Linked DNA regions of Mus musculus: regions 2, 3, 4, 5, 6 and 7 are each linked to region 1. Evidence: chromatin contacts called from public HiChIP or PLAC-seq and promoter capture Hi-C data. All regions are on one chromosome and are shown on one strand. Each heading gives the region's core, a stretch centred on a gene start, on an enhancer-like site or on the middle of the called end of the contact. The rest is flanking DNA. Distances are from core to core; before and after follow the strand shown.

Region 1 (3,943 bases), core at 441-2,940:
ATGGTTCAGTCTCTATCAACACACACACACACACACACACACACACACACACCGCTATAAAAGTATCACAACCATATCCTTCCAAAGAAACCAAAAGGGCAGTGTCGTGGGCAAGTGAGATAGTCTCTGTTCAAAGCTAGGGCTGCCTGGATCTTCAGGGGACCCCCCCCCCCCAGTTCCTGGAGTCCTAGTGGCTAGGAAATCAAACGGATTAAGCTGTTAACTGGCCAGGCAGCAGCCTGGACCCCTCAGGTTATGTCATGACAATTGCACAACTCTCAAGACATTTTCAAAAGAAACTATCAGGTCTCTTGTCCTTTGGGCTGTTGAGGTTGCGAGCCTCAGTTTCACTTTGGGACTCTAACAGCCTCAGACTTTTTGCAAGTTACAGGTACTTGAGGGTGGGGATGAAAAGGAAATGGAAACTCAAAATTGTAAAGCAACCCAGTTTTATTTTGGTTTTAGAGGCCAGCGGGAGCATGGCTCCACTCTGCAGGGGTTAGGTGTAAAATCCTTCCCTCCCCCGGGCCAGGGGCCCAGGGAAGGTAGGGGGTACGGAGAGATGGCTCCCTAGACCCAATCCGGTTAGTAGGCTGCTCGAGAAGGAAGGTCAGGCAGAGGCCTGTAATGGCTCAGATTGGGGCAAGGCGGCGGAAAGAGGGCACAGAATCCAAGAACGTGGAATCCGAAGGCTGGTTCAGTTCCCTCCATTAGACCGCTGAGGCTTGGGTATGAGAAGCGAGACCCAACTGTCATCTGGCAGGAGGCAGAGCCTGGAGGCAAGGCAGGTGTTCTCGGCTGGAGCCGTCTCGGCACGAAAACCAGGCGCCTCCACCCTCACGGAGGGTGTGTGGGAGCCGGGCCACCGGGCGCAAGGTCCCGTGTCTCTGGGTGGTGGCTCTCAACAGCTCACCGAGCCGGCGGCCGGCGCTGACCCCAGGTCTGAGAAGCAATCGAACTCGCTCTGGCCGAGGAAGAGCTCCGGCAGCTCGCGTACGCGGTGCAACCCGAGCTCGAGTTCCAGCGACGTCAGCGCCTCTTCGTCGATGAGCTCGGTGTCCATGCAGCCCAGGGCGGGTGGCGGCGGCGGCGGCGGCAACGAGGCTGCGGCTCCGGGCGCCGGCTGCAGAGGTGAGGGCCCTCCAGCGGCTGCCGGGGGCGCCGGGATGCGGCCCGGGGACGGTGTGGCTGCAGACTGCAGGTGCGTGCTACCGGCGCCCGGCGACTGCGAGACGGGGAAGGGCTGGAAAGAGACCGGCGACCCGAAGGAGCCGTATGCCAGGGTCCCGGGTGGCGGCGGCGGTCCCAGCGGAGCCCCCCGCGGCCGCAGACCGCTGTCCATGCCCGGGCCTGCGTATGGCTGCAGAGTCCGGGGAGCGTGCGGGCCGTGGGTGTGCGGCGGCACCTGTAGCAGGCAGTAGCCCTCGGCGAGCATCAGGTGGTCGGCCATAGCAGCTGGCGGACAGTCAGGGCACGCCCCGGGTCTCGGCCAGCGGCTCCTCTTGGGCGGGAGACCCGGGCACTGTGCAGTCCCTGCAACTCAACCAGGCAGAGGAAGAATAAATCGGATTCGTTCACTGTCTCACCCGGGTCTCCCGGATCTCCTCTCTTCTGCGCTGCCCACAGCAGTAGTTGCAGGCCGCAAAAGAAACAGACAGCCCAAGGGTTCCCAGGCTTTCGCGCAGTGCCTTGAAGTCCGGAGATTTTTTATACCAAGAGGCGGGAACGCCACGCCCACTCTCTGTCATTGGCTGGATGAATCCCTTCTGGGCGGGTCGTGAACCTGTCCAAGAAGGTATTGGTCCCGCCCCCTACCAGAGCTCCGCCCTTTGGGCCTGCAAGGGCGTCCCAGGATGCAGGCACTTTGGTAGGGCTGGGTGGTTGACATTTTTCTGGGGCTTGGTCAGGCCTTCGAGGTACTGGTTAAGAGGGGGTATGGGAGTAGCTTGAATTTGCCAGATGAGGTGAGAGGGCCAGTTCCTGTAGTTTCAGGATCTTGGCGTCACTCAATTTACTATTTTTTCGGACTGAGCCTCAGAGGCAGGAGAGATTTCCTGGAAACACACAGTAAATAAAGCCTTTAAGATTCAAACCCGGAACTTTGTATTGCACTTCAGCGAAGTGCAATGTCCTTTGAAGAGGTCAGCTCTCTGTTCCTACAATCCCCAGGGAGCCAATTGCTCCTTCTCTCTGGTTCACACTGTGCTGTCTGTTGAAGCTTGTCCTGAGTTGTTATTAAAGTAATTTATGGGCATGTCTCCTGAAGGACTTGTTCATCTTCTTACCCTCAGCATTTGGCCCGCAGCCTGGTTCAGAGCTGGCTTTCTGTAAAAGTGGAATGAATGAGCAAATGATGGCGTGAATTGCAGCTCATTCACCAAACTGCGGCTTTCTCCTCCGTAGGATGCTGGCCAGAGTAGCAGAGACCACAAGCGCCTATGGTGAAAGTTAGCTGAGGCTCTGTGTGTGTGTGTGTGTGTGTGTGTGTGTGTGTGTGTGTGTGTATAGAGCCCTCCATAGTGCCTGGCACATACATATGTATTAAATGTTCTTTAATCTAGTGAAAGGTTGGCTATAAGGCTGGCTCTAATGATCACCCAATGGGGGATTTCCAAAGCTTCTTTGAATCACAATAATCCTAACTTGGAGCTTTAGAGTGCTCTACATTCTACAAGTGCCTTTCTGGGGTAGGGTATGAATTTTTAGCCCTATTTTGCAGATAAGAAGACTAAGGCACCAAAGGAAAATGAGGCTGTGCAGAGGCTGTATGCAAATAGTCATTCCTATATGCAACAAGCTCTTTGAGCCACAGGCATGCCGGGGACGGTTTCCTGGAGCCTGACTTACACATGTTGGCTTTCCCCTCCTCAGGCTCCCCTCCCCCCTGCAGCAGCCTCTGGCCTTCCTGGAACTTTGGTTTATCTAGCTGGTGTAGAGGGGAGAAGTTTAGCAGCCGAGTTCAGAGGCCCAAGTTCTAATCATAGCTCTGCCACCTGCAGGGGCGTTGGGTGGGGGCTGGGGGGGCATCACTTGATTCCATAGGGCCTCTGCTTTCTGCTGTGAAAGGAAGTTGGTGGTCCTAGTCTAGTATAATGAAAGCCTTGGGCTATCTCTTTTTCTCCAGATAGGGCTCCACACAGAAATTCTTAAACCTGACTGTTAGGGGGAACCCTAACCTTCTGACTCAGAAGGTTAACACTGAGATGTTTGTTTGTTTGTTTGTTTGTTTGTTTTAGGCAGAGCCTTGCTGTGTAACCCAGGCTGGTCTTGAAGCTGATATTATTGTCGTTCAGCCTTCCTAGTGCTTAGACTGTGGGTGGTTTGGAATCATAAGACTATGTTTTTAAAAAAAATCACCCTGACATAGCTGGTCTAAGGACACCATCGTTTGGCAGTGGTTACATCACAAGACAGTTTTGCTTTTAGAAAAAAGTGTGTGTGTGTGTGTGTGTGTGTGTGTGTGTGTGAATAATGCTTTAAAAAGTTATCTAATCTGGGGCTGGAGAAATGGCTCACCACTTAAGAGAGCTTGCTGTTCCTCCAGATGGCCTGAGTTTGGTTCCCACTGTTCATACTGGGCAGCTCACAACCACCTTTAATGCCAGCTTCAGATGATCCAATAGCTTCTTTTTACTTTTGTGGGTACCCACATACACATCTCACACAAACATACACAAATCAAAATTTAAAATAAGATTTTTGAAGTTCTTTAGCGCGTTTGGTGCATTAACTGACAACTAACAATTCACTGGGAGACGGTGGAGGAGCCTACTTCCATCAAGGGCTTGCTATACAAACTTGGGGGCTTGAGTTTGGATTCCCAACATCCACATAAAAAGCTGAGGTGTCCAGGGATCCACCCCATAATCAGCTTCCAAACGCTGACACCATTGCATACACTAGCAAGATTTTATCGAAAGGACCCAGATGTAGCTGTCTCTTG
Region 2 (3,943 bases), core at 453-2,952, 2.6 Mb before region 1:
CCCCATGCCTAGCTGTAGCCTCTTAAAAAAAAGTTAGATGTGTGGTGGTGGTACGAGCCTTAATCCCAGCAGTTGAGAGGCAGAGACAAGTGGATCTCTGAGTTCGTGGTCAGCTCAGCCTACAGAGTGAATTCCAGGACAGCCAAGTTACACAGAGAAACCATTGAGGAAAAACCTAGACAAACTAAAACAGTCATTCTATGTATGTGTGCACGTGCCGGGGCATGTACAGGGTGGTCAGAGACAAATAAGGTTTAGTAGAGCAAGAGAGACACCTGCTCCAGAGGCCGGTTCCTTTTCTTTCCATTCGCATCCTCTTCTCTATGTGGAAACAGGCCTAGGCAGGGGAACCGAAGGCTCAGAACTGCATGGTGACAGGGCACTTGGGTAGCATGCACCAGGATCTGGATCCAATCCCTAGCAGTGGATGAAGAAAAAGGAAGAAGGAAGAAGAGGAGGGGGAGGAAGAATGGAAAGAAGAAAGGGAAGGAAAGGAAAAGCTCTAAGGTGAGTTGGTGGCGGTTGTGGGCTGGGTGGCAAGGCCTGGAGACTTAGAGCCTGACACCACTAAGCACTCACCATGAACTACTGCTAAGGCCTTGACATTCTTCCGTTTGATGTCTACACCCGCTATGAAGCTAGCTTCATCATGTATACCCATTTTATAGACCAGAAAACTGAAGCTTATGGAGTCACCGAGCTGATAGGTAGCAAGGATTGTACAAGTTCAGTTTGTTCCACAGGTTAGAAGTTAGATTATTTAACAAAAAAGAAACTGCATTGGCGGCTTGGTGGTTTGGTGGAAGGGGTGCTGAAGATTGGAGTCTAGGCTTTTGCAAGTTGGCTATTATTTCCCTCAGTACCTAAACACAAATCCCAGTATGCTCAAAGCGAAAAGGACACAGCCCCCAGTCCTTTTGTGTACTATGTGAAAACTGTTCCCAAAGAAGAGTGAAATTGGAAAAGTACAGAAGTCTTCATAGTAGACAAACTATGGGCAATGGAATGCGGTATCTACATCTATGAAGGTTTCCTAGGTCTGCAGGAAAACTTCTCAGGGGCGTCCCTGGGGGTAGCCAAACGACAGAATATCCTCCAGCTGAACTGTCCTCCCATCCCAGCTCCCTGAACCATAGTTGGTTCAGGGTGTTATGGTTCAGGGTACTCAGGAATCTGCCGCATTGGTGCTATGGACGCACTGGAGTCGCTGCACACGCCCCCGCATCTTGGCTGACACCTGAGGGCTGCGCACAAACTTGAGTGTGCTGGACTTTCTCACCCCCGGACGGCCCTCGCTCCACCCTGTCTTACCTAAGATCGTTCTCTTGACCCACATCGATGGGTCCATCAGACTCGCCGTCGGAGCCACTGGGCGCCCTGGGCCGCTTCATGCCGAAAGCTGGCTGCGGGGTCCCAGCCCTGCGATCCCTGGAGTTGGTTGTTGGGCCCCGCCTCAGCCCCGCCCCGGCCCGGGAGCCGACGCCGCCCTTTCCCAGGGCCCTTTCCTGCACCGCAGCCCGGGGCGCCCCGGCGCCCCCTCGCCCCCGCGGTGACGCGCCACCGAACCGTGGGAAGGCCCCGGGCGGTCACCGCCCCCATCGGCCGCTGGGAGGTCCGGCTCCGCTCCACCGGCGCTGCCTGGGCTGGCGCTCTGGGTGGCCTTGGGCAGGTGCCCTGGGAGGCCCCACGGGGAAGCCCAGAGAATCCGGATCTGTCCCTAGTTCTGTGCGACAGACTTCGCTTTGCAGTGCCTCAGCTTTTTATAAGGGTCAGACCTGTACCTTCCTGCTCCAGGGCATGCAGGGAGGGCAGATAGGTTTGGAAAGGTTACTGGGGGTGCCTGTGACCCCTTGGAAGTAATTCTTCAGTCACTCCTTCTATAGGGGACCAAAGTTTGTGGTGTGTGTGTGTGTGTGTGTGTGTATTGGGGAAGCTACGTGCACTGTGGGATGCTCAGAACTTCGAAGTCCTTTGGTGAACCCCCAAAGGGGTGGCTGCTGCTTGCCAGCTGAGAAGGCTGGAGGAGGGGAGACAGGGTCATAGAACCCAAAGTGGCATTGAACTTGATGTGTAGCAGAAGATGACCTTGAACTACTGATCCCTGACCCTCCTGCCTCTGCATCCCAAGTGCTGACTTTACAGTGGCCAAGATCTTTGAGCTTCTGACTTGTGGGAGGGAGCACAGGAATGGAGAAGGTAGGTAGGGTGTGGTGGTTGGTGGGGTATCCCTGGGAGTCACCCCAGTTCATTTAATGACAGCTGTCCTGGCAGGCACCAGGGAGAGGAAGAGAGGAAAGGAGCCTTCGGCTTCTCTTTCTGGGGGAGCCTGTCTGACCACAGACAACTATTTAGTCAGTGAGAGTTCCTGTCCTTGTGCCTAGAGATTCAGCTGCCATCCTCCCAGGTCATCGTACGCAGAGAAGTGCAGAGGGAAGCTGAGGGAGGAGAGCAAACTTCTTGCAGGGGCGGCAGGGAGATGGTGGAGGTGGGTGTGGTGGGCAGGGCACCAGAGGAGTCCTCTCCCTTTGTTCTGCTCACTGGGACAGGCACAAAAGAAAGCCAGCTTTTGGTGTAGGGAAGTGGGGTTGGTCACCTGAAGCTGACTACACACACTTTCACCATAGTCAGCTCTGCTTGCAGATACTTCCTGATGGGAAAGAACAGGCCTCTTGCCACTCAGACCCACACGTAACCACTTGGCCAAGCACAGAAACTTATCATGCTCATAGATGACCAGATAGGACTGGCATGAACGGTCGCCATCAGGAAACTCTGCTGGCCACCGCAGCCGCAAGCACCAATTCTCCTGTTCCAAATGCCCTCAGCACTCACATAATTTCTGTGGGCACCTGCCAAAACAGTGAGAACCTCAACCAGTGTGAAGAGTGCCCAATGTGTGCACTAGGCATTTCCTAGAAAGGCAGATACTTGTTTGCTCTATGTGATTGGCTGAGAGAGAAAGGGCTGGCAGATTTGCAGGGGAAGGTAAGGGCTCTGAGGTAGGCATGTTCTCGAGAGACGTCCCAGGTCCTCAAAATACACTGCACAGTTAAATAGGGACTATGGGGTTCGGCAAAGAGATTTAAGTTTGGAAGTCATTAGGTAATGGACGGCCTTTAAAGCTTTGGGAGAGGGCAAATGGATGGAGAGGCGGCGGAGCCTGTTAGTTACTGTTTGGTGAGTGCTTCTCACAGCAGCTGGAAAGGTACCTAAGCCAGTGGTTCTCAGCCTTCTTAGTGCTGTGACCCTTTAATACAAAGCTTCATGCTGTGGTGACCCCCAACCATAAAATTATTTTCATTGCTACTTCATAACTATAATTTTGCTACTGTTATGAATCATAATGTAAATATCTGTGTTTTCTTTTATGGTCTTAGGCAACCCTTGTGAGAAGGTTGTTCAATCCCCAAAGGGTCTCAGCCCACAGGTTGAGAACTGTTATTCTAAGTGTTCTGTAAATTTTAATTCATTTAACCCTCAATTGGCCAAGCGAAAGGAGATGGGTAGTTAGAGCAACTCCGGCAGAAGAAGAAGGAGAGCTGGAATTCCACAAGGCAGTTTGATTTCAGAGGCAAATAACTTGGCTTTATTATCTTATAGAGCTCTCAGACATTAGGCCATGCACTCTAGCTCTAAGCCTAGTGCTATGCTGTCAGTTCAGTGGCCTTCACACACACGCCTAAAGAAATTGAAACCTAATTGGCTTGAATTTCTGATTGCAACACAACAGAATTTTAAAAAATTACATCTATTTATTTATTTAGTGTGTGTTTCAACTCAGGTTTGGTGGAAAGCACCTTTATGTGTGAGCCATCTCTTTAAAATACATATATTTTAATTCAAATTCAATTTAATTAAAATTCATATATATGTATATATATATCCACAAAAATTTAAAATACATATATTTCAATTCATCTTTTTTATTTCACCCTCTTCTTTC
Region 3 (3,943 bases), core at 900-3,399, 2.5 Mb before region 1:
CCCCTAAGCAAGCTTTCCCCCTTCCAATGGGACTTAGACAATTTCTGAGCATCTTGGATAGGGGGAAAGGTTCCTGATTCTTATTGTTTCTAAGTCTGTCTTCTGGAAGTTTTTCTCCTGTGCCTGCTGCACCTGAGCATCCCGCAGAAGCTTGGAGGCAGAGCCTAGGCTATAGTCACGCTCAGTGAATGTCACTTAGATTATGAGAGAAGAGCAACATGCCCTTCCTCTTGGTACTATGTCACACTGTTTTGTTTGTCTGTGATCTCCTATCAAGCCTACTTCAAAGACAATAGAACTCAGAGTCAGGGAAGAGAAAGGTTCACCCAAGGTCAACTGGAGCCCATCAGCTACAAAGCAAAGACCAGCGCCTATGTGGGTGCGTGCTCTGTTGAAGTCGTACCTTCTGGAGGGCTATGCTTCACTTGAGGAGGTACTCCTTGCTTCAAAAATCTCTGCCCCCTCCTCTGTGCTCAGAGGCTTCTTCTAGGGGGTCCGGGGTTAGGGGGTTCAAGTGGAGAGATGACAGTAAAAAGTAGGAGGGACTGAAGGAGGCAATAATCCCACACCCTCGCCTAGCTTCAGAGAAGCTGGTGCTGAAGCGGTTGCCATGGTGACAACAGCTCCCTGGTCAGGAGATTTTTCTCTTTCCCTCTCCTCCCTTTGCTCTTCCACAAGCAGCAGCAATGGCAGTAACAACCAGGTCTTGTTCCTCCCCTTCATAATAAAAGGCAAAAGTGACTCATACAAGGTGAGCTGTGTTGACCACCTATAATTTGGAGCTTTCATGCCAGGGTGGCCTGGTGGTCTGGAAAGGCCCCTAAGAGAATGAGGCTGTAGGATATGTAGGAGGGAGTAGCCTGAACCTTGGCCTGAGTGAAAAGGATGTCCCTACAGTGATGGATGGGGCCTCTCAGGTCTCCTCTGAGAAATATCCTAATGGTTTGAACAGGGCTTTGTTCTCCTGTAATCAGCTGTGGAACCAGAATATGTCAGACCTGGAAGGCTACTCAAGACCATCTCATCGAACCCTCCTCTGTCCTGCTCTTTGCCTATCTCATGAAGAATCTGAGAGGGAAAAGCCTTGGCTAAAGTCAAGCAGAGATCGAGGCGAAGGCAAGGCTTGCACTCTTCTGCTTTCTCATTCAGACATAGGGAAAGGAGAAAATGAGCCCACATGGACTCATCTTTGGCTTCATCTCTGCAAACAACAGGAAGCCGAGAGAGGGAGCAACAGGCACAAAAGGAACAGAGAAGACCGGGTTACAGAGAGAGGACCTGGTGCGTTCCTGTGTGAGGGATGATGAGGTTTAAAGGCTAGAGCTATGGGGTGGTCTTCTGGGAGGAGCAACCCTGGTTTATGCTCCAAGCAAGATAAAGGAAGAAGAGTGTGGAACCCCTGTCTAGTTGGGAGGCTACTAGAAGGGAGATGGTGAATGGGTCTGGAGTAGGAGCCTCAGGGGTCTTCATCCTTTCCTTAGGTATGCTGTGAGCTGTCAGCATAAGGGGCAGAGAGAGTGTAGTCAGAGAATGAATTTGCTATCGAGGTCTTTTGGGGAACAAGACCCTGAGATGGGAATGACAGTGAACTATTGGTGTCGGTGTGGGCTACCTCCAAGTAGAGGTTTCCATGAGGCTTGGTTCTAGAGGCAAGAGAACACAGGGTGACTGAAACCTCTCTTCTAGCACCAGTGACACCACACACCCCCAAGTAAGAGTGTGTGTGTGTGTGTGTGTGTGTGTGCGCGCGCGTGCGCGTGTGTTTGCACTGGAGCCAGAGGAATGGTTGTTCTTACCTGAGCTGGGGGTAAGGAGGCAGCTGTACCTCCTTCTTGAACTGGAGACCCGGCTTGAAGTGAAAGTTCCTGGCCCAAGGCGGGCTTCCCAGATGGCTGTCCACCTATGACAGACCCAGGGTCAGAAAGATGGATCTGAGCAGATGAGGATGGGAGTGGAAGGCGGAGGAGGAGGGGCTCAGGGCCTCCGCCCCGCGAGGTTGCTTCTAGGGCCCGGCCCCACCCTCATTACCTGAGGCCGCTCGCCGAGTCGCTAGATGGCTCCGAGCTTGGGCGGCCGCGGGGACAAGGCTGGCTATCAGGCGGACGACAGGCTCTGTAGGGTCCGCGTCGGAGCCGCCTCCCCAGTTCTTGTATCACTATTTGCTTCTCGAAGGCGACACGATTTGCATAAGACCCGCCTCCTCTCAGCAACTTTGGACATCGATTGGTTCGGCTGGCACCGAGTGACAGGCAGGGTTTCAGGTGGGGATGGGGTGGCCTGTGAGTCTAGGCTACCACAAGAGCGCGCCCCGCCCGTCCGCCCGCGCTGACCTTCCCGGAGTCGCCAGGATTGTAGAGGGCTGTACCCCCATCTGTTCCTCAACCCTGAGGCTCAGAGCCTGGGTCACAGTTTGGAGCGAAAAGTACCGATGATTAAAGTGGATTCGCAAAAAACAACCGCACCGTTGCTATGGGAACAGAAGAACCACAGTTGAATTTCTAAGCCTTCTCTTCCTGGGCCCCAGCGGGGGTGGGGGTAAGATAGGGGGTGATTCATAAGATGCGACCCCGTCTCTTGTCCTGCCCGTACCTGGAGGGGATCAATGAGGAGCTGCGGAGTGGCAAGGTGGAAAAGGGGAGATGGGGTGGTCAAGAACTCGCGGCTTTGCACCAGTGCCCCTCCACACCCACTCCTCTCCCGCCGTTTAGCAGAGGGGAGGGTGGGTGCGGCACGAGCTGGGTGGATGTGGAAGTATCCTCTACCTAGACACACGAGGGCGTGGGCTCCCTCCAGCCACCCCCACAACTCTAAGTCAGATCTCTTGTCAGGCTCTATCCTTACTTCTCGAGGACCCCTAAAAAGACTTGTTGGTTCTCCTCCAGAAGGAGCCTTTACAGTACGCCAAGCATTGCTCCATTCCCCACCCTCCCGCATTCCCGTCGCTTAGATGGAGCCGGTTCCCAGCCGCCGCCAGTCTCCGGCCTCGGATGTTGACACAAACCAGAGGCGGTTTACACTGAACGGGTCTGGAAGGTTTCAGGGAGGCGAAAACACCTCCTTTCCGCACTTGGGGGTCTCGTCACAGCCCGCTCAGTCGCCACGGATGTACTGGTGTCTGAGAGCTCACAACCCAAGGTGGTGGGAAAGAGCTCTAACGCCAAACTCAGGGCGAAAGGGGAGCAGAGATCCCTGGGCTGGGCCACGTGCGGAGGAGGGACTTCAAGGGATCTACCAAAAGTGGGGGCGGGACGCGTGGGGGATTGGTTAAATGGGATTGCAGATGCAGAAGAGGCCGGATTTCTGTCCAGGCAGCAAATGGTGGAGATGAGCGCTGTTTGGGGGACTAAGGACAGGCAAAGAACCGGTTTTTGGAGATTTGGTCTTAGAAACTCCCAAACAAAGCACAGCCAGGGGAAACCAGTAGGACCCGCGTCTTCCTTATGAGAGCTATCCATTTCCTCTTAAGCCAGTTGCGCTGTCCCGTTCTAGCAGCTGGATATGCCTTCTCTCTGGGGTTGCAGCATACGGTTGGGAGCTCCGTGTTCGAGTCAAAGAGGAGATACATCCATGGCATCTTTGGTTGGTGACTCATGAAGTTCCTTAAAAGCCTTAAGTCCTTCTCGGGTACCTTCCGTGCTTTAAACCCTCAAGTGGTAAGCAAGAGTGCTTGGTTACAGTTAACTATAACCCAACGTGCAGGGAAGTGAGGAGAATATGGGTTGCTGGAAGTGATACCTGAACACCTAAAATGGAGTCTGGTTGTTTCTAGGGACCCTCATATGATCTCAAGCAAGCCCTCCCTCATCCACGACCTCCCAGTCTGTATAATGTGGGAGCTGGTACTAGAGACTCAGTGGAGAGAAGAGAAGGAGAATAAAGGAAGTGTGATTGTTTTAGAATTATAGAGACATGAATCCAAGGGCTTTCCTTGGACTCCAGCGCC
Region 4 (3,943 bases), core at 964-3,463, 2.4 Mb before region 1:
GGAGGGAGGGAGGGAGGGAGGGAGGGAGGGAAGGAGGAACTGAGTATGAAAACGAATGCTTCATGCTGTCTTCTGAACATGACATGGACTCGGTGGACCTGCATCAGATCAGTGCAGTCGAAATTCTGTTGCGGATGGAGGAGAAAGCCTGAGGCTCCAACCCTAGCTGAGGTGAGATCAGCAGCTTCTGGCTGCTGGGGGAGGGGAGTGACGGGTTGTGGCCACCCTCACGCAGGCAGTGCTACTCGGACTCAGTAGATGGGAATGTGGGAGGTCGGTGCTGGGAGAAGCAGATTCTGTCCTTCTCAAAACAGATTGGGATTCTCAGAAACAGACAAAATGGTGAGCTGCACCTAAGTAGTGACACCCAAGGTTGTCCTCTTGCCTCAGCTTCCAAAAAGAGTGAAGATCACAGCGTATGACACTTTGCCCAATTTTAAGCTCTTCTTTTATAATTCATACTGACCTATTTGTTTTTCAATTTGTATTTGTGTGTGTGTGTGTACATACAGACATGTATGTAGAGGCCAGAGAGGTCAGGGTCAGGGTCTCCCCAGCCTAGGCACTTCTTTAGAGACTTTCCATGACATTCATTGATTTCTCCCTTCTCAAGAATTCTACCAAATTTAATAGTCTATCACGAAATCCAGCACTTGTAGTCTCTTCTGATCTTCTGAACCCGCCCACCTGAAAATGCTCTATAAGTAGCTCTGTTCACTTATTAGCTCTGTCTTACTCTATGTTTAGCCAGACTAACATTCCCCAATATAAGGAGTTTGGTCTAATGTACATATACACACACACACACAGTCACCATAGTTTTCACTGTTAACATATTTTTTAAACACTTGTAATAAGTGCTTCACATATATTTCATTTAATGATCACAAGGTTGTTTTTTATATTCTTCCTATTTTAGCAAAGGAACAAAGGTATCTTTGTTCATGTAGCAAAAAGTTGGGGGAAAAAAAATCTGGCTGAGATTCAGTTCAAGCTAAACTCTTTATCTCCCTAAGCTGGCACAAAGCAGGCTGCAAACAACTATTTGTTACATTACCTTACCTTTTAGTATAAGCTGATGATCTTATCATGGAAAAATAAATTATGAGGGTAGAAACAATGTCAGGAGCCTTATGAGGTAAAGTGGGGCAAAGAATTAATTACTAATTTTAGGTTACTAACCATGAGTTCTGCGACTGGTTGTATATGTTCGACACCTTTGAACATGCCTAACAGCTGTTGTAATTCTTCTCACATTCACCCAAAATGTCACCTACTCTCTAGCTCAAATGCTCCTACATCCCCGAAAGTCCTCTCGCAAAGAGGACAAAAGGATTAAAAAACAAAAACAAATAAACAAAAAAGCCCTCAGGTTCAGCCAATATTTACCACAATGTCTGACCTTCGAGCTGGCCTCCCTCTCTCCACTGTAACACTCCAATGTCTCACTTATTAAATACTTTAGCCTTGTGATTGTGGGGCAAATGACATTTCCTCCACTTTACAAATATAATATTCAAGTAAAGGGCACTGTTGATCTGAAGTCACGAAGCCAGTGGCTGCCTCTGACTGCTCTAGTGCCCAAGAAGACACTCACAGGTGGCATCTGACTTACCTTGGGCTAGAATTAGAATTATGGCAAAATTTGGGAATAATTAACTTACTGAAATTCACCGGATGTCAACCTTAAACGTTCCACTATCTCTCCTCCATTTATTTGCAATGTGCCACGCACAAGGTCACTTCACCTCCCCAGCCCCCAACATTTTTATCCATAAATGAAACTGTTGGTACTATCTACGAAAGAGTAATGGCCTGAGAAGTTACTTAGCGATCACAGGACACAATGGACACTGTCTGCCATTGGAATGGGTACCTAGCAGGTGTGGGTTCCTTTCATCTGGATCCCCATACGCCTCGAGGTTCACCCACTACAGCCACGCGACAGGGTGTCCCCTAGTCCAGAGGCCCGCACGCGACCTCCAGGGTTCCCAGGCCCCCGGGCCAAGCACGCTGCCATACCTGCATGGAGTCGGCGCTGACGATCTCGCCGCCGAGCCGCTGGCCTAACTGCAGAGCCAGGGTGGACTTGCCAGTCCCAGTAGCCCCGAGAATCACTACAAGTGGCAGTGTTCGCCGCAGGCCTCGGAATCCAGAGCTCACAGGAACTGCTCGTGCAGCAGCCGCAGCCGCCATCTTGAAGGCATCTGAGCATGCGCCGAAGCAGCTGTCCCCATGGCAACAGTCAGTGCGCCGGCGCGGATCTCCGGCTCAGAACGCGGGGAGGGTGGAAAGGAGGAAACTGTGGGACAAAGGTACCAAGCTTAGGAGGCCCATGACGTAACTGCCTTCGACTAGCTGAGATTAGCCCACCGACTTGCTTTCTCAAAGGAGAGATGGCAGCCCATCTAAAATATTTCTGTCTACATTGCGTCCAGGCACCCAATTCTTTTTCCTCATAGCATTAATTCAAGAATAAAACTGTATAACTGGCCTCTGGTTTATTGTCTGAGTTCTACCACAGGCTGTTAATTTCACAAAGACAAGAAGCACATTCTGACTAGTTCATTGCTGAGTCTCCTGTGCCTAGCACAGGCACCCACCAATGATTAAATGGACAGAGAAACGACTTGCCTACCTTAGCGTTGGATTTAATAAGCTCAGAGAGTGTCCGATTCTCAGTCATTCTTCAAAATCAGATCTGTCCAATTCTCAGTCAAGAGCATGGCTCTAATGTTTGAATTCCACACTCATTTAGACACAATCAGAAAGCAGGACAAAGCTCTGCGTTGGCATAAAGCAGTCAAGAGATAGGCTTAAAAGCAAAAGAACAAGCAAGTGAATGACAACCCAAAAATTAGAAGAGGAAGCAGAAGAAAATCAAAGGGTAAAGCAGATACAAGTGAGGGAAAGAAAAATCAGAATCAAGGATGGCCAGACTTCAAGATTCCACACACCACTTTGAGAAATGGCTTTAAGAATCCAGAGAGATGGTTTAACATGTAAAGTTGCTGGCAGCCAGATCTGATGACCTGAGTTCAATCTCCAGGATCCGCATGTGGAAGGAGAGAGCTGATGCTGACCTCTGTACACACACACACACACACACACACACACACACACACACACACACCACACACACTGAAGTTTAAAATTAAGAAAGAATGGTTATGGAACCCGATGAACCTAGATTCAAATTCCAGCTCTCAGACTTATCAGCTGAGAGCTGATTAATTCTCATCAGAATTAATTCCATTAGCAGCATTTTTTTTTCTCTTTGTCTGAAGACTGAACCCAGGCCCCCCCTGGGTGCTGAATATACACTCTAGCACTGAGCTGAGCACACTTCAGACCCTTACTTCACCTCTTAACCTCAGCAATTTTATCTTTCCATTCTTCCAAGGATTGCCATAAGGAAAAGGTGAAATAATGTCTGGAAAGTGCTTGCTTCAAATGCACTGGCACATAACAACCACCATTTGTTAAACAGTTTGTGTTATTATAATTGTACAATCCCATCTGCCTCCCTAAATAAGTAAGAGCAAAAGCCTAAGGGCAGAGAATCTTTCAATAACGTGTAAAGATGCTTAAATACCCCTTCTGCTAACCTCTAGCTAGTTGGGCAGTTTAAGGGGTCTGAGGATGCAGGTTTAGTGGTAGAGCATTTGCTTAGTCAGCATGAGGCTCTGGGTTCAGTCAGCACTTGGGATGGGGGCGGGGGCATAAGTGCTTTTTCTCTGAGACTGCTTCGGTCTAGCTCCTAGGTAAAGCCACGAGTAGTCTGATATGTTTTGTAATGTGGTGGCATGATGCAGCAGGAGGAGGTGCCTCAGCATGGGGCCGCTGAGACCCCCACCCCCAGGTATCAGCCACCCAATGGGTCTAGTAGGAAATGTTTATTTGAGGGATGAGAAGGGAGTGGAGGCAGAGAAAGAAAGGGGAC
Region 5 (3,943 bases), core at 408-2,907, 2.3 Mb before region 1:
CTCCACCTGTCTCACTAGTCACTAGTGATGGGAAGTAGTAAGGACTGGGACTGGGGTAAGAGAAGAGAATTAGCAATTTAAAGTGCAGCAGGCGGGAGATGGAGGTTTTCGAGTGGAGGAAGGCTTTTGGTTCTGCTCAAAAGGTATCTCAGTCTTTTCTCCCTTAGGGAAGTGTGAGTTTCCCAGGGAAAGAGGCAGCAACAAAAAAGCTTCAAGCTTGGAGTGACTCTTAAGGGAACCCTTTCAACCTCCCAAGGACAGAAATCCCCTACAGTCCAACCCGAGTATTGTCCTCTCTAAGCGCCAACCCTCACCAAGTCGCCCTGGTCCCCTGGGGCTCCAATCACCATCAGAGGGACGCTGGCTCCCTCCCCACTTCTCCAAACTGTTTACCAACACACCCACGTGCCAGACAGACACAGCTGGGGGCTACACCGACAGCTTCAGTCAGAAAATGGGGAGGTGATGGGAAGGTTTAAGATCTAATGCCTGATTTCAAACAGCGGTAGATAGAGCTCTGGCCACCCAAGGGGTGCCTCCCTCTTAGCTAGCCCCCGGGTGGTCCTTACCAGAATCGCTGGGGCTCTCGGACCCGGAGCAGGCCTGAGTCTTGGGCTCGCCCAGCTGACATTGGGTGGCGGGCGCCGGGTTACTGGCTTCCAGACTAGGAGTGCCGTCCGGGGTAGCGGGCGCTTTGGGCGGGTTCCCCCGGGGCGCGCCTGGGGCCAGCCTGTCGCTCACCACTCTCTCCAGCCGTTCTCGGGCGGAGAAGCCGCTCCACATGCAGTCACGGCGAATGATGGAAGCATAATTCCTGCCCCAGGCTTTCGAATGGCCCCGAGATTCCGCCTCGTCCCCGGCACCCCCTCCAGGCCACGGCTCCCCGGGATTAATCCCAGAGGCTGGGTCCACGGCGCCGGGACCGGAGCCCCAGGGCGGCGACGTGGGGGGCGACGGCACCAGCTCGAATTTCTTCCAGATGTCCTCGCTGGGCGCCGTGGAGCGGTAGAAATCCTCTCCGCAGTCATAGTCGTAGAAATAGTGCTGATACGAGTCGAAGTCCATGTCCGCTCCCTGCGGGAGGGAAGGGGGAGACGAGCTGACTGCGGTGCCCGCCGAGGGAAGAGGCGGCTCCGAGTCCCTCGCTGCAGCTGGCTGCGGGGCTCTGGTCTCTCCCCAGGCCCACCAGCTTGCAGCCCGCGCCCTGGTCCCTGCTCCTGGGAAGCCTGGCCTGGGGTCAGCTCGCTCAGGGCAGCTCGCAACGGGCCGACCAGGCTGAGGGGAGCGAGTTCAAAGCAAACTTTGCCAGCACCGCCCGGAGCTCAGCTCCGGGGGCACAGCAGGGCCGGGCGGGGGCGCGCTGTCTCGAAGGCAGTCTGCAGCCTTGCAGCCCGCCAGTCCCCTGGGGACCCCTGCCCGGGCCACCCGCAGCCTCACCTCGCTCCCGCCGCCCGCCACCTGGAGCGGAGCGGCTCCCCGCCGGCTCGGGGAAGCCCGGCAGCCCGCACACACACACATGCGCGCCACCGAGCGCGCGGCCCCGCACTCACGAGCGCGCCCCCCGTGCGCGCGCCCCCCGCCTCGCTCGCACACGGCAGCCAGGACGCTCCCGGGATCGACGCGGGAGCGCGATCTGCAGGCGCATTGTTTCCCGACTGCTTTATATCTCGTCGCGTGCCCGGGGCTTGGGGACCAGGAGGGGGGGTGGTCCCTAGGAGACAAGCCCCTCCCCCTCCCGCCCCTCTCTCCGCTGGCGACAGGTGGGGCCGGCCCCACCTCCTGGCTGAACTGGTCGTTTCTATTCTATCCCTTGAAGCTCCCTAATAAATTGTACGCTGGGGAGCGCAGAGCAGAAGAGCTGATGCAGCCCCGCAGTCTCCTGGTGGAGGCGTGACTGTTCGAGAGGCTCCCGCGGTCCAAGCGACTTAACTAAAGCGGCGCTCCGCGCCTACTCAGAGCCAAGGACTAGAGCTGCTCCCTGCCCCACCCTGCTAGTCTACTTCCCGGGGCGCGCCCCACCAGGTTCAGGTGCGTCCCACCCATGACAGAGGAGGTGGTGGTGGTGATGGTGGGGCACACACTGCACCTCCACCGCGCCACCTGGTGGCCCTCGGCCCTGAACCCAGGCTTCTTCAACCCATTGCTTCAGTAACCATTAGCCCATTCTTTAGCTCAGTGGCTTAAACCTTGAATAGCAGTGAAGATTCCGAGCTAGAAAGCCTGCAGTATATATAATCCCTCGGAGCCCCAATTTTACTTGTGAAATGAAGGAATGGTAATGACTTCACAGGATCGCCGGGCTGAATTTGTTTACTAAAAAGATAGAGCACCTTAGGAAAGGACATGAGAGAATTCGAACAACAGCAGCTTTATCCCTGGGGAGGGTAGTGAGACCTCTGTCATCCCCCAGGTCATAGCTGACACTTGACCCTTCCTTCACAGCCCTGCCTCCCAGAATTCATCCTCCACACAAAACTCTCCTAACGGCTGTTTTAGAGATAGGAGTGTAGGGGTGTGGAAACTTCATTCAGGCCCCTGTTTTGTGCTTCCTAGCTGTGGGATCAAAGTGTTTGAAGTTTTGCATGACATCCCTGGCCGAGACGATGGAGATATATATATATTTCCTTTGTGTTATCATAAACAGGCTACCTTCTGAGAAAGGAAAAGACTAACTAATTTAGGTCCAAGGAAGGTAACTTAGGATAGCAGCCAATTCATCTAGAATCCTACACCTGGCATCAAGGTCTGGTGTCTGGTTGTCTGCCATCCTTCTCTTCCTCCTACTCTTTTTGTCTAACTACTCAGAACTACAGGCTGTTGCCATCCTAACAGACTGAAGCCAGAAGGATAAACACGTCCCGTTGTTTTGGGCCAGGGAGGTGTGAGATGACCCACGAGTTGGGTGAGAAGACAGGGGGTGTGTGTGACTCTCCATTTTCCATTTGTTGTGTCTAAGGTGTGTGTAGGACATCCTTGAAAGCAGGAATTGGCTCGCTTTGTAGTCCCTGCACCTAGAATGACTTCTGGCAATATTTACGCACTGGCTTCCTGAGTGACCTAGCCAACCAGATTTTATTGAGACGGCCTGTATGCCCTGCTCTGTGCTGTACTGGGAGGCCCAGAAAAGGCTCCTGATTTGGTTGCAGCCTTGGTGCAGAGGGATTAGACTCCCTTTCAGGGTCTTGTTGTCAGGCATGCAGATGTCTGTGGTGGTTGCTGCACTTTCCGGGGTCTTGGTCACAATAACAGAAACCAATGTAAGCAGGAAAATAACTTTTAAGGGAGATATTGTTGCATAGAATTCACAGGAGGCTTGGAATCTATATTTGGAAAATAGGCCTACCTGAGTTGTTCATTTTGTTCTTTTTTTTTTTTTTTTGAAACAGATTCTCACTCTGTTGCCCAGACTGACCTCACTAAGGCCAGGTATGATGGCTCATGCCTGTATTCCCAATACAATCTTCTTCTTCTTCTCCTTCTTCTTCTTCTTTTTAAAGATTTATTTATTATTATATATGAGTACACTGTAGCTGTCTTCAGACACACCAGAAGAGGGTATCAGATCTCATTGCAGATGGTTGTGAGCCACCATGTGGTTGCTGGGATTTGAACTCGGGACCTTTGGAAGAGCAGTCAGTGCTCTTAACCGCTGAGCCATCTCTCCAGCCCCAATACAACCTTCTAATGCTATAATACAAGGGTGTTCCAATTCCCCACTGGAGACCATCTAGACTATTCCCTGATTAAATATTCTAATGTAGTAAGGACACAATGGCATACACCTGTAATTGTAGCTACTTGGGATGCAAACTACAGGAGGATCATTTGAGCACTGGCCAACTTGTTGCAACCCCGTCTCAAGACTAAAATGACGGCAGGGCAGTGGTGGCACACGCCTTTAATCCCAGCACTCGGGAGGCAGAGGCAGGCAGATTTCTGAGTT
Region 6 (3,943 bases), core at 832-3,331, 2.3 Mb before region 1:
TTCAGAGTGGAAGAAAATCGTGGGCAATAGAGCTAGGATTCAAAACAATGTCCACAGGCGGAAGTAAGCCAGATGTCATTATTCTGCTGAGCGCTTGGGGACACTACACAGAATAGAGGATGGTGAAGAAACCTGACTTGACCCCAAGCTCTGGTGCTAAGAATCTGAATAATTTAGCTAACCACAACCTGATGGGAACTAATCACGGGAGAGAAAGGCTCTGAAACCCAGCAGTCTTAGGCTGCATTAACAATGTGTCGTGTCCAGACTGGGGGAAATAATAGGTCTATTGTACTGGCTTGGTCAGGCCATATCTGGAATCTTGCGTTGCTACACTGACAGACTGGAATCGGGCCAGGAGGGGAACTAGCCCAGCCTCAGCTCCTGAGTCCTTGTGCGCGAAATGTTTCCTGTACAACTTCTTGTCTTATCCCCCAGACAACGCTATTAGGTAGGTCCCTATTTTGTACACAAGGAGGTTAATAAAGTTGTTCAGGAACAACTAGATAGCCCGTCCATGGAGGTGCCTGGGGTTTTTCTGAATGGGCTGGCTCCTCTGGTGCTTCAGCTCACACTCACTGTGATTTAGTGGGATATGGGAGTGAAAGAGATAGAGTTCTTATTTTCAAGGAGGGCATAATCTGGCTCGGTTATTCAGATCACTTCTGGAATGCTGCCATTCAAAGGAGTGAAGAATTTAGGGCTGGAAGAGACTGTACAGGACTCCATAGCTTCCCTCCTATAGTATGGAAGAGAGAGAGGGCAGTGTGACAGTGGGGACAACAGGCCTTCTTACAGTCTTCACTATTTCCCTTGGCTTGTTTCTGGACAGTGATGTGCCAGGGCACACAAGGGTGCTGTGGCCATTGTGGAGGAGTCAGATCTCAATAGCTCTTCCCTGCAATCTGAACTAAGAGGAGGGGAAAAAAAAAAAGCTTGACACTGAGAAACACAGGTCCTGTGTGAGCGGTCTCTGAGAGTCTAAGCAGTAACTTCACTGAAGAGGGAGAGCTGGACTTGACCCAGGCTCCTGGGGATCTGTGAAGGCTGGAGTGCCATTAGCAGAGGTGGAAGGAAAGGCAGCAAAGACCGTTCTCTGCTGGCACCTATGCCTGGCCTCTGTTTAGATGATGACGGTCCTCCCTTCTTTCAAGGACCACATTCCTCTGCATGCTCTTTCTCAAAGCTTTTCTTTTCTCTTCTCTCTTTTCTTTTCTTTTCTTTTCTTTTCTTTTCTTTTCTTTTCTTTTCTTTTCTTTTCTTTTCTTTTCTTTTCGACACAGAGGGCTGCTGGCGTCTTGTATCTCCCAGGGCTTCCTGTCTGGGAGCACAGACATAGCTCAGCCTTCTGTAATTTATGCTGAGGGGCAGAGCAGGAGAGTTATGAGTAAAGACTTTGGAACTGGACAAAACCTTTCTGGCCTGTCTGTGTCGCAACAGCTGTTCTTCTTGTGTCCCCCTTTCCTGGGTTGTAAAATGGGGATAATAATAGTACCACCCTCAGATGGCGTTCATAAGCACCCAGTGAGGTCATGTTAAGCCTGTTAGAAAGCTACCCATAAACGGCTGCTGTGGCCATGGCTCCTTCTTAGAACTTGCGAGTTCCCCTGCCTGGAAGCGGTAGCCACTGGACTTGGTAATTTTTCTGTCCCATTGAAAAAGGCCCCTACTTTTCAAAGGGAGGAAGAGGAAATTGTCGATCTTGAGACACGAGGGACATTGATAATGAAAGTTACAGCCCATGGCCTCAGGTTTGGGGGAGGGGAGAAGCCACCTGACTCCGGATTTTAAAAGGAGCTGATGGGGATTCAGAAGTCAAGGGCCACAGGCTCTACTCAGGGAAAACTCACTCTGGGGGACCTCGGACAGGTCACTTTCAGCCTGGGACTTCAGTTTCCTCGGGCGAGTCAGGTGGGTTTCTCAGCTTTGCTTAGGTAGTTAGGAGCACGCGGTGTGGGTTGCCGGCTTTGAGAACGTGGCTGAGCAGCGAGGCTCCGCCAGCCGAGATGGGCAGGCGCGTGCAGGGATTGGCTGGAGGCGCAGGCCCGAACCTTTAAGAGGCGCGGAGGGGACGTGCTAGGGAGTTTTCATCGCCGGCGTTCCTGGTTTGCTAAGTGCTAGCGAACGTAGTAGTGGCTGGGGCTGCGCCTAGGATCGGAGCCACAGGCGAGTGCCGGCCGGCAGAACACAAGAGCATCCCGGCGTCCCGGTCCCACGCGGCGTGGCCCGCGGGTCATGGCCAAAGGAGAAGGCGCCGAGAGCGGTTCCGCGGCGGGGCTGCTCCCCACCAGCATCCTCCAAGCCAGTGAACGGCCGGTCCAGGTGAAGGTGAGGTCCCGAGAGGAGGGCAAGGGGTGGTGGGCCGGCCGGGATGTGGGTATAGGGGCGTCGGAGACTAGGTCTGGCCTTGGGACACTTGGCGGTAACAGGGTACAGCGAAGCTTGAAAAAAGCAAGGAGTGCTCTGGGACCGGGAGTGATGGAGAAAGTCTGAAGCCCCTTTGCACACCCCTACAATGGGTTTGCGCCAAGAGAGGCGCCGGCAACTCTACGCGGCGTGGGGCTCTCCCCAGCGCTCTAGGTTCTACTGTGCTGAGCCACACTAGTTTCTCTCCCTAGACCTGAAGAGACCCCAGAAGTCTGAGAGTCCCTTTGGTTCTCCATCTCTCACCACCCCCCACTCTCGTGCTTTAACTCTGAGGAGGGCCACTCAAGTTCATTCATAAGAACAAGGGCTTTGCTCTTAAAGGAGCCGCATACCGAAAGCGTTTGTGTGACTGAGGGTTCACATGCACAGAGCTCCGCGTGTCTCGACATCCTCTCTCTCCGATCCGTTCTAACTCTTTGGATCTATTTAACCACACCATGAAACCATGCGGCCCCAGGAAAGGAATCTCTCACAATATAGCTAATTGGGAGGTGCTTAACTTTTCCTTTTAATTTTATTAACTGTTCTTGGAAGAAACGAGTAAGCAATTATGCTGTTACCATGTATGAGTAATCTCTACTTTCCCTGGGCAACCTCAGCCTCCCCTAGTGCTCCACCCGGAGAGGGCTGAGCCCTGCACCTGGAGCCCTTTTTACCCCTCTCCAAGGTCCCCTAGGAGCTGGAAAGGGTGCGTGTTAGGCAGATGGATGGTAGGACTGCTCAAGGGTTTGCCTGGAGCTGAAGACTCCCTACAGGGGCCCGGGAACTTTGGGACAGATTGAAAGAACAGCTGAGGATGCAGCGGGCTGGGCGCCCCCCCCCCTTCTGGTGCACTCATCCAGGACGCAGGTGGATCCTAGCTGCTGCGGGGCGTCAGGGAGGGAGCCTGGGCTGGGCTCAGGGAACTTTTGGCAGCAAGAGGATTTTCAGGTTGTGGCAGCTAGTGCCAGGTAGGGACAGGCCCATTGCTACCGCATGCTCTTTCTGGGTAACTTGGAAAGGAGCTGAGGGCCTGGGAGAAGATTTTATTTATTTATTTATTTATTTATTCATTTATTTTCTTACTTATTTGAGACAGGTTTCTCTTTGTATCCCTGGCTGACCTGGAATTAGCTCTGTAGACCAGGTTGGCCTCAGACTTTACAGATCTGCTGGGCTCTGCCTCCCAAGTGTTGGTGCCACTACACCTGATCTGGGAGATCTTTAAAGATGGAAGGTGATAGATTTCCTCAGAGTCTGGGGGTGGAGGGATAAGTCTGGGTTTAAGGGCAACTTCCTGTGGGGTTGGGGAAGTGAGATTTCCCTAGGTGGGAACTGGGCAAGGTAGAACTGTTCCTCTTGGCCGAGTTGGCTGGAGAAATAAATGTCTGTGCCTCTGGCACGTTCTAGGTTGGTGGCCAGAATCCTGGGCTTATTTTCATTCTTTCCTTCTCTTCCCAGAAGGAACCAAAAAAGAAGCAGCAACTGTCCATTTGCAACAAGCTTTGCTATGCAGTTGGAGGGGCCCCGTACCAGT
Region 7 (3,943 bases), core at 562-3,061, 2.2 Mb before region 1:
GCAAGTTGGCCCATACTTTTAAATCTAACACTCAGGAGGCAAAGACAGGCAGAGATGTCTGAGTTCAAAGCTAGTCTGGTCTTGGCTCTAGGGTAGCCAAGGGTATGAGAAGTTTTCTCAAGAGAAAATAAAACAAAAATTTTATTTGTTGTGTGAGAGATTGAACCCACATGGACCATGAATGACTTTTTGAAGTCTTCTCTCCTTCTGTCAGGTAGGTGTTGGGGAATCAAACTCAGGATTTGGAAGCAGATGTCTTTCTCCAGTTGAGTCATCTTTCCAGCCCAAATGTATTTGTTTGTTTGAGGCAGGGTCTCACTGTGTCTGGAACTCATTATGTAGACCAGGCTGGCCTTGAACTCACAAAATCAACCTGCCTCTGCTTCCCGGGTGCTGGAACTAAAGGTGAGCATTACCACACCTGCCCCTGAAATGAACATATTATAAACGGATGATTTTTGTGCCATAATTTGGTATGTTGTCATTTCTGTTTTAAACAAACTGGGAGTCATAAACTGGGGGAGGCCAGTAAATTGTCCAAAGCACCTTGATCAAAGTCGGGACGCTAGTAAAGGGCTCGGAGTCAGGAATGGAACAACTTACGTCTACAACCAGAGGCACCCAATGCCTCAAATGTTCCCAGATCTATCTATCACTGGGGATGATTAAATTCATTGGTTCTAAGACAGTCAAATGCGTGCTCTGTTTAAAGTTTCAACATCTACTTTGTGACCTTGGCAAGTTATTCAGCTTCCTCATTTGAAGCTCCGAGGATGTAATGGTACCTACCGCAGAGAGTTGCTATTAGGATTAAATGAAAATGGTTTGAGCGCTCAGCACAAGCCTGGCATGTAGTCAGCGCACAGTAAATGGTAGCTATTATTACATGAACTGTATTTGTTGAATGATTGACTCTGGCATATAACACCTGCATTCAACTTGAACGCGGAGTTGTCAGTCATCCAGTCGAAGGGGTAGGAACCATAGCACAGCACTCGCCAATTTTTTTTCTAGAAATAAATCTTTGTGGGAGGATAATGACCGGTTGGAAAGTGTTAAGTCCGGAGGAAACAAAGACGCGATCCCCCGTCTAAGAAGCAGGGAGGCGAAGACTGCCCTGCAGGCTGCAGTTACAGCTCTGAATCGCACACGGGCTCATTAGCAGCCAGCTGGGCATACATAGCTTGGGGCGATGAAGCCTCAAAAGCAAGATTTTTAAGGAATGGGACAAGATCTCCTTTAATTTTGCTCATTTCATTTCAGGGACCACACCCTACAGGGTGGGAGGAAGAACTCCGAAGCCTGAGGCGGAAGCTTAAGCACAGCCACGGACCTGACCATCTATGGTCACAAAACGCACAGAGCAAACAGGAAGTGGGGCGCGAGTGGAAGATTTTCTCCACCTTCCCAGCCCTAGCCTCGGAATCGAGCGAGGGCGAGCATGCCCAGACGCTCAAAGCCTACTCTATTAGCCTCCGCGACCGAGTCCATTGCTTTTCTGTACTACAGACAGGGAAACCAAGGCTTGCACGCCCAGCCAGGGGCGAAATTTGGTCCCGGTCCCCCCAACCACCAGACACTGGGTCTCAGAGCCTTCTAGCCCCACTGTTGTTCCCTGAACCTCTTCCGGACTGAGGCTAAAAACGTAACGACCTCAGTCTCCGAGCACAAATTGACAAAACAAGCAGCCACTCAGCTGTCTTCCTTTGAGGAGGTGGGGCTTGGTTAGGAACTCCAGCTCCTTATTGGTCTGGGCCTCGGGGCGTGACCAACCGTGGACACGCCCCTTCCCCGAGTTTTCCTCCCCCACCTCCCTTGGAGGCGGAGCCCTTTTCCAAACGCTCCTAAGCCAGATTCTCTCTCCGGTGGCGGGGAATGAGGGCGGAGTCACGAGCGGAGCGGCCAAACTTCTTCCTCTCCCCCGGGCTAGCGTTACAGCCAGTGGTTCATTTCCGGTGGGGGTGCCGCGCCCAGTGAGGGCCCGGAAGTGGGTCGCGCGAAGACCGCTGGGCGGTTCTTGCCGGAAGTGGAGAGCGGCTGATCGCAGTCCGGAGGTGAGGCGGAACTCTTAAGGTGAGGGTTGGTGGTTGGATAAGGATTGGGATGGTCTTTGGGGCCCACCGGGTCCTGGCCGTTAGTAAAGGCTGTGCTAGCCTACGCGCGTTTGAGGAGTCTTGCTGAAAGGCCGGGGTTTGGGCCCTTCGGCCATCCCGGGCTCCTGGGTGCGGTCTCTTGAGGTGGGGCTGGGGTACCAGATTGAACCAGGAGGTCTTGGGGAAGCCACTTTCTCCTTGATTTCGCAGCTCTGCCTATCAGCCTCCGCGGAGGCCTGATTCCTAAAGGCATCCTAACCAACTGAATGGACCCTGGGAGACCTTAGAATTTCCTCCTGACCGGGTCTTGTTCCCATTACTCGGATGGGTAACTTGATCTCGGAGAAGAAAAGAATCTGGTTTTAGAGAGAGGTTTCCAGTCCTAGATCCTTCCTTTCCTTGGAACCTCTCTAACTTTCGATCTGGGCAGCTGCAGGTTAAAGGCTATCTGGTAGTAGAACTAAAAAAAAAAAAAAAGTTAAAAATTTGGAATGCCTGTTAAATTTAAGGTAGGCTAGTAAGCCCTGCGTTTACGTTCAGTGAGCTCCCCTTACTCTTAGACTGCCACTGTTCACTCGCAATCCAAGCTAACTTTATGGGAGGTGCTGTCCACTTCTGGATCTGAAGTCAGATGATTCAGGTTGGGTCTGGCACAGTTGCCAAGTGCCTGTGGTCGTAGGATCGCTGTGTTTATTCTGTGTTGGCAACATGGAAAATGTCATCGAATACAGCTTTGAAAAGTCTAGTCATTGCCCCCATCGAGTTAGCAGTGAAAGACAGTTAAGAAATAGTTACAAATGTGGTGAGGGTGCTGTGGAAGGACGCAGCAAGGGAGTCAGAAGCGTTTTGAAAGATCAAGAGGGTGTGTGTGTGTGTGTGTGTGTGTGTGTGTGTGAGAGAGAGAGAGAGAGAGAGAGAGAGAGAGAGAGAGAATATATTAGATAGAGGTTAGTTAGTATCAGAACTGTCAGCTGTAGCTCTTTGTACTGCTTTCCCTTGAAGTGAAAATCCAGGGTTAGAACAGCACGTTCATCATCTGCCAAGCATTTATTGGACCTCAGTATGTGTGAAAACATTTTAGCTTAGGCACTTAGCCCTTCTGGCTAGGAATACACTTGTTCTCTGGTGATATGTACAGTATGGGAGGAACCGGCAAATCAAGGGTGGTTGAGTGTGTGCACTGTGTGAACACAGAGCTACTGAGAACAGGAGAAATATCTGAACCACAGTTCTAGGCAACAATGAGGGACTTAGTGTTTCAAGATTTCCTTAGGCATATAATGAGCCTAGGAAACGGATTTCTAGGCAGAACTAGATGGAAAGGCGCAGAGACCTAGGCATGAGAAAGACCCAAGTGACTAGTCAGCCGTGTTGTGGTTCCAGTATTACTTGGAGAAGTGGAGAAAATGAGAGGTTGTGGAGTCAAATAGGGAGGCCCTTGGAAGCATGCTAAAGAATTTGGATTTTAGCCTGGAAGCTATGGGGATACTTTGAAGGGTTTTCCCACTTGGCAGAGTGGGAAGGGACCAGACACTGGAGTAGACCAGTACTTAAAAAGCTGTTGCTGTGTCATGGCTTGAGCTGGAGAGGGGAAGTGGAAATGACCAAGAGGGGTTGCATTTGAGCAGTCTTGGCCATATGTGATAGTGTGTGTCTGCCATGTCAGCACCTGGAGTTTGAGGCAGGAGAATCACGAGCTGAAGCCTAGGGCAGATATCAAGGCTGGAATCCAAGGAACTGGAGGCTTGTTATTTATGGGAGTGAAGAAGTAGTTGTAGTCTGGAAATTGCTGCTGTTCTGGTCTAAGATACTGTCAGTACCATTCAGATAAGGAATATAAAAGGTTCATT

The links. Promoter capture Hi-C pulls out the DNA fragments that hold promoters and counts their contacts. HiChIP or PLAC-seq counts read pairs in DNA pulled down with a chosen protein or histone mark.
Region 2: an H3K4me3 HiChIP or PLAC-seq map of embryonic stem cells shows a contact between it and region 1, with 12 times the contacts expected there. The contact joins the promoter of Heyl here to the promoter of Cited4 in region 1. A contact is called at or near these places in 3 of 39 promoter capture datasets (cranial neural crest, liver and stem cell-derived epiblast-like cells) and 1 of 115 datasets of contacts at active chromatin or transcription factors (embryonic stem cells).
Region 3: a contact with region 1 is called in a promoter capture Hi-C map of embryonic stem cells, with 5 times the contacts expected there. The contact joins the promoter of Hpcal4 here to the promoter of Cited4 in region 1. A contact is called at or near these places in 3 of 39 promoter capture datasets (cranial neural crest, embryonic stem cells and liver) and 1 of 9 other capture datasets (embryonic stem cells).
Region 4: a promoter capture Hi-C map of cranial neural crest shows a contact between it and region 1. The contact joins the promoter of Trit1 here to the promoter of Cited4 in region 1. A contact is called at or near these places in 3 of 39 promoter capture datasets (cranial neural crest, liver and second pharyngeal arch cranial neural crest).
Region 5: a contact with region 1 is called in a promoter capture Hi-C map of cranial neural crest. The contact joins the promoter of Mycl here to the promoter of Cited4 in region 1. A contact is called at or near these places in 2 of 39 promoter capture datasets (cranial neural crest and liver).
Region 6: a promoter capture Hi-C map of liver shows a contact between it and region 1, with 4 times the contacts expected there. The contact joins the promoter of Mfsd2a here to the promoter of Cited4 in region 1. A contact is called at or near these places in 4 of 39 promoter capture datasets (cranial neural crest, frontonasal cranial neural crest, liver and 1 more).
Region 7: a promoter capture Hi-C map of embryonic stem cells shows a contact between it and region 1, with 4 times the contacts expected there. The contact joins the promoter of Cap1 here to the promoter of Cited4 in region 1. A contact is called at or near these places in 3 of 39 promoter capture datasets (cranial neural crest, embryonic stem cells and maxillary cranial neural crest) and 1 of 115 datasets of contacts at active chromatin or transcription factors (embryonic stem cells).

What each region holds. Positions count from the first base shown.
Region 1 is chr4:120,664,310-120,668,252 of GRCm38.p6, reverse strand. Cited4 (Cbp/p300-interacting transactivator, with Glu/Asp-rich carboxy-terminal domain, 4) reads right to left here and starts at 1,690. Exons shown (of 1, transcript NM_019563.2): 1 at 433-1,690. The coding sequence starts at 1,450. The coding sequence ends at 902.
Region 2 is chr4:123,231,315-123,235,257 of GRCm38.p6, reverse strand. It overlaps Heyl (hairy/enhancer-of-split related with YRPW motif-like), which reads right to left and starts at 1,702. Exons shown (of 5, transcript NM_013905.3): 1 at 1,312-1,702. The coding sequence starts at 1,391.
Region 3 is chr4:123,181,710-123,185,652 of GRCm38.p6, reverse strand. Hpcal4 (hippocalcin-like 4) reads right to left here and starts at 2,149. Exons shown (of 5, transcript NM_174998.4): 1 at 2,029-2,149; 2 at 1,797-1,900.
Region 4 is chr4:123,014,863-123,018,805 of GRCm38.p6, reverse strand. It overlaps Trit1 (tRNA isopentenyltransferase 1), which reads right to left and starts at 2,213. Exons shown (of 11, transcript NM_025873.3): 1 at 2,023-2,213. The coding sequence starts at 2,196.
Region 5 is chr4:122,993,645-122,997,587 of GRCm38.p6, reverse strand. It overlaps Mycl (v-myc avian myelocytomatosis viral oncogene lung carcinoma derived), which reads right to left and starts at 1,657. Exons shown (of 3, transcript NM_001303121.1): 1 at 1,438-1,657; 2 at 570-1,074. The coding sequence starts at 1,518.
Region 6 is chr4:122,959,326-122,963,268 of GRCm38.p6, reverse strand. Mfsd2a (major facilitator superfamily domain containing 2A) reads left to right here and starts at 2,081. Exons shown (of 14, transcript NM_029662.2): 1 at 2,081-2,328; 2 at 3,868-3,943. The coding sequence starts at 2,236.
Region 7 is chr4:122,883,944-122,887,886 of GRCm38.p6, reverse strand. Cap1 (CAP, adenylate cyclase-associated protein 1 (yeast)) reads left to right here and starts at 1,811. Exons shown (of 13, transcript NM_001358035.1): 1 at 1,811-2,073.